Regions from separate parts of the Capsicum annuum genome. Here region 2 is linked to region 1. Evidence: chromatin contacts called from public Hi-C data. All regions are on one chromosome and are shown on one strand. The core of a region is the stretch at or near the end of the contact, and the rest is flanking DNA. Distances in the headings are between cores, read along the strand shown. Region 1 has its middle 11 kb from the start of LOC107846539. Region 2 holds the start of LOC107847875 (chaperone protein dnaJ 16).

Region 1 (2,741 bases), core at 98-2,597:
GTCTAAATTAATGTGTGATGCAAACGAAGCAACTCCTGTCCTTTTTCTTGAGTTGACAAGTCACATAATATTATTGATGTTTCATATTGATCTTTATCACATTATCATTCCTGAGAAATCAAAAGGTCTATGATAATACCATCATTTGTAGGCTATGATGAAATGGTTATAAGTATTTCTTTATTTTTAATCATCGATTTTGGGTTTAAGTTCAGAGTTTAGAGTCATTTTTAATAGAAAATATTTTACTCCCGAATCAGATTTTTCAAAATGAATTCAAATTAGTTCAAAGCGAATACCGAACACCAAACGAAGAAACTTTCGCGAAAAAAAAAGTTGTACTTCAATGTATTTGAAAATGAAATATATAATTGTTGCAAAATCCCTTCTGGGTGTAGGGGTCCAATGTAATGTCATTCTTTCGTCTGGGCTGATTAAAAAGCATGTCCCATCTCTTTAATTCAGTGGAAATTTGTCTTTTGTTTTAGAACAATATAGGTATAAAGTAATTAAGGAAATTTGAAAGAAAATAGAAGTGTCTGGGATTTGCATGACTTGTTAAATTTTCTTTATTTGTCTGCATTTGCAAGAAAACAGTGAAAAGCATACCCACCTTATGGTACTTTATTTCTTTGTGCTGCTAAACTTTAGAACCATTTCTTTTATTGATTATGTTACTCTAATCAGTTCAATTTAATAAAATCAAACAAAGAAAGTAAAATTATAAATTTAATTTATCTCATAAATTGGTGATAGTGAGAAATGTTATAGTAAATTATCAGATAGAGAAATCATCAAATCCTAATTAAAACTTTAATAGTTTTATGACTTTAAATTAATGAAAGTTGTAAGCATGATATAGAAATGAAATAGTGTTACATAATTTAAGACATTCAAGATGAAATATGGGGTGACTTGGGAGGGAAAAACTATTAATTTCATTGATAGATGATAAATGTGAGATTCGTCTGACACTAAATAAAAGTATAGGATTCGAATCTTGAAAATAAAAATTATTTATTTGGAGAACGTTTCTCCCTTGTATTGGTAATACACATTTAATTTGAATCAGTCAAGCCAGTTGATTTTGAATACCAAATGATTAAACGAAAACTATTAATTTCACACTAATCTTATAAATGTTATTTGCATCACTTTTTTCTTCTTAAAATCGTTAAGTTGTTGAATTGTTTAGTGAAAATCTTGACAGATACTTAACTGCTTCACTAACAAAGGCAAAAGTCTTTGTCACTATAAGCAAAGTGGCTTTGTCTTAAAGCTGGAGAGCCAGATGGGACTTGTCACCTAATTTTGGTAGCAAATAATAAGAAATGACCTATGTGACAAAAAGTATATATAGTTAAAAGGTCCACATCTGATGCACAGAATTCAGTTGTAAGACTTGTTCAGCTTTCTTCGCCTTTACATAAAATTATAATATTTATTTTATTCAGACAAAAAATCATTCAAATATTTATCTAGATAATTTGGTCACTTTTAAGTAACGATTATATATTTTCGTATTCATACATACGAAATTGTGTAATTTTGTTACTTAAATAATTATTTTTACAAAAAATAGATTTGAATTCAGGATTATTTTGAAAATTGATTCAAATAGTTAAAATTTTGATTCAAAGATAATGTAGTCACAAAAACAATTTATTTTGAAAAAATATTTATTTGATTTTATCAAATCAAGAAGCTCGTGATTAAACGAGGTATTGATTCGTATCAAATTTCAATCTAATCTAGTCAATTTATTAAAATTTGACCATAATTGAAATCAAATTGGCCACAATTGTAATACAATTGGTCAATTAGTTTGGTCAGAAAATAAATAAAATTGACTAATTCCTAAATAGATTAGGGTTACTTTTAATAATAATCCCAAAATAACTTAGAGAAAATTATCCCCCGTAGTATTATTAGATCTAAAATAACAAATTTTAGAAACATTTTTAGATAATTGCATTAATAGCAATTTAGTGTCAAGTTATAACAACTTATTAAAAGATATATTATTTTAATTGTATTTTCAAAATTCATTTTTAATTATATAATTTAAAAACAGTTCCATATTTATAGGGTTATAATCAATATTCCCCTTAAATTATGTATTGATAATTATGGTAAATATATATTATTTTATATTTAAAAGATTTCACACTTTTATCAGATAATTTTATTGAAAGAAGATTACGTGTAAATCAAATTAATGTTTCGAAAACGTATGTGAATCACCTCTCCATCTCCATTCAAATACTCTAACCTTCAAAACTTTATTCTCTTTCTCCATTCTAATGTTTAACCTTTCAAAACTTTATTGAAAATTTTGATTTCATTAACTTACTCATATAATATTCATATTCTCTCCTTCAAAATACAAGATTGAAAAAAAGTGAGTTTCATATAATATTCATCTTCTTTCCGAAAGACATAAAATTGATATATTTTTTTTTTTCATTCTCCATTGTGAATAATGTCTAAACCAAAATTCGATTCTACTCCTTCGCGTAGAAGTCCTAGATTAATCGAAAATAATAGCCCCATTCATCTTTCTAGACCTTCGTTTGATTTTGGTTGTTTCACTCCTTCTCCTCTATCGAAGTGTAAAAATAATATAGTGAAAATTATCTTGTATATACTTATTAAACTGTTTCGTGTATAAATTCTATATAAAATCAGTATGAAAATAAGTATAATAATTACAGAAGTTGGTATAGAAATCGATTTTCACC
Region 2 (2,741 bases), core at 105-2,604, 110 kb before region 1:
CAGTTCGAATTTTCAAATGAATAGAAAAAAATGCACAGGGGAAACAACGAAAAAAAAAAGAGGTAAAAGCTCTCATCTGACAACAATAACACACTCTGTAGGAAGCAAGCTAACACCCCTTTCTTCAAACGTTTCCTTATTTTTCTTTTTCTAGAAAAAGAATCCTTGGAAATAACAGAAATTCAATATTGATGTATCAAAACACTTGCTATAAGAATTATTGCTAACATTTATATGCAGAACAACCACTCCCAAGCTAAGTTATTTTCATTATCACAGAGATAATAACAACAATACAATGCAACAACATACTCTGTGTAAATTCACAAGTGGGGTTTGGGGAGGGAGAGTATGCAGACCTTACCCCTACCTCGTAGAGATACAGAGGCTATTTCGATAGACCCTCAGCTTAAATAAAGCATTGCCAAACAGTTTGAGAAAGGGGATACAGATAAGCAAGCAATAACAACAACAAAACAATACATATCACAAAATCTAAATCTTTTGCAACTTCTCTTCCACTTCTTAGACACCCAAAAAGAGAACAACAATAACAACATACCCAGTGAAATCAAATAAATTCACTAAAACAAACAAAAAATTGAACAAAATTCAAGAAAACACCTACAATGCCAAAATCAAATAAATTCAGTAAACACAAAAAAAAAAAAAAAAAAAAAAAAAAAAAAAAAATGGGATTTCAAGAAAACACCTCTACACTACCAAAATCAAATAAATCCACTGGAAAAAAACAAAAAGAATCATACAATGGCCAAAAAACAACATACTTCAAAGCTAATTTTCTGTAAGAACTTTTGATTTCTTGATCTGTAGAATTCCTTGAAACACCTAAAACCTCATAAGGGTCTCTCCTTAAACACTTTTCTCCTTCACCCTTTTCTGATTTTGACTTATGCCCTGGCATTTTTCTTCCTTGAACACTTCAAAGGTCACAACTTTTTTTAAAAAGTTTTTTTCAAAAAAAAAATCAAGAAAATACTAATACTATTGCTATTTCATAAAAATTGAAACTTTGACACGAAAAAAATTCAAAGAAAATACTAATACTAATATTATTACAATTTGAAACTTTGACATGAAAAAATTCAAGAAAATACTAATACCAAAGATTGAATTTTTGACCTGAAAAAAATGTAAATGTTAATTTTCTCATACCCAAAATCAAAATAAAAATCAAGAATTTTGTTGGAAATTTTTTGGGGTATTTGGAAACCCTAAAATTGGAAAACTCTCAGGTTTTCCAAGCTGGAAGGAGCTGTGTGTGTGTAAGGAGAGAAGACTTTTGTTTTTGTTGTTTAGAGCAATAAAATTTTCAAAATTTCAAAGATTGTATAGTTTATTTGCTATTATACGCAGAGGGTATATTGCGCCGCTGTATGAGTTTGTGTTTGGGCACGTGCGATTAACGGAGTTAGTAATTTGGGCTTCGAGCAAATTTTTTGTGTGAAAGATAGGTAAAATTAAGCACAAATCATATAACTATATAATGTAAGAGTCAATATTATAAAAACTATCACTACTTTTTAATTTATAAGATATATCAAAAATTAAAAAAATAATTAAACTAGCATGATTTAAGAAGATAATTTAATGATTGATATTTTATCTTATAAATTCTCCTACTTTATTATTTAACTAAGTTTTAAAAAAAAAAAATAGTAAATAAGATAACCAAACAACACATTTATTTGATATTTTTTTTATGTTTTTAAATTTAATTTATTTAATTCAATGAAAATTAGTTTTTAATACTTCTAAGAAAAAACATCATTAATGATAGTAAATTCTCCAATTGATTCAAATTACATCTTATATAAATTTCATACACCATAAATTTATTAATATACTATAAAATTATTAATACACTTATTTCTATATCGATCAAACATCATAAAATATATCAATTTTTATACATTTTAGACACCATAAAATTATCGATACACCAATTTCTACATATTTCAGACATTATAAAATTATTATTATTGATACACCTATTTCTAAAGAGTTCAACACTATAAAATTATTGATACACCCATTTCTAAGACGCCTTACAATAATTTGATGATATATCAATCTTTATACAATTCAGACACCATAAAATTATTAATATATCAATTTCTAACTATTTCAAAAATCATTAAATTATTGATACACCAATTTTTATACAATTCAGACACCATAAAGTTGTTGATACACCAATTTCTATACAATTCAGACACCATAAAGCTGGTGATACACCAATTTTTATACAATTCATACACCAATTTCTATACAATTCATACACCATGATATACTCTTTCACACCAATTTTTATACAATTCAGACACCATAAAGCTATTGATACACCAATTTCTATACAATTCATACACCAAATTTTTATACAATTCATACACTATGATATACTCATGGGACAATAAGATGACGTTGTTGATCTTATGACATGAAGTTCTAAAAACATATGCCAATTAAATAAATTTCTATACATGAAGTTGTCGCCTCCGATAACGATCGAGTGCTTGGATGTTAATTTACCCGGTTCGATGAATCGAGCCAGGTACAATTTTGTACTCATCTGGGTTGGAAGGGACTATGATTAGGTATTCTGTGGGGATGATTTGGTCGGTGTCGATGACATAGAAAAGGCATGGAATATGGTGATGATTGGTGGCTTTCGGTGCGACTATGGCGAATGAACGAATAGGTATGATGGTGGGGTTTTT

Evidence for each region. A called contact is a pair of places that touch in the nucleus more often than the background predicts.
Region 2: a Hi-C map of leaf shows a contact between it and region 1, with 2.3 times the contacts expected there. The contact joins the promoter of LOC107847875 here to the enhancer-like site in region 1. A contact is called at or near these places in 2 of 5 Hi-C or Micro-C datasets (leaf and placenta).

What each region holds. Positions count from the first base shown.
Region 1 is chr11:39,613,412-39,616,152 of UCD10Xv1.1, reverse strand. No RefSeq gene overlaps it. Among protein-coding and RNA genes, the nearest start is that of LOC107846539, 11 kb to the left of the region's middle. Within about 2 kb of position 1,347, at least 1 of the 5 cell types and tissues checked has an H3K27ac peak or open chromatin away from gene starts, as enhancers often do.
Region 2 is chr11:39,719,614-39,722,354 of UCD10Xv1.1, reverse strand. It overlaps LOC107847875 (chaperone protein dnaJ 16), which reads right to left and starts at 1,354. Exons shown (of 12, transcript XM_016692443.2): 1 at 789-1,354. The coding sequence starts at 925.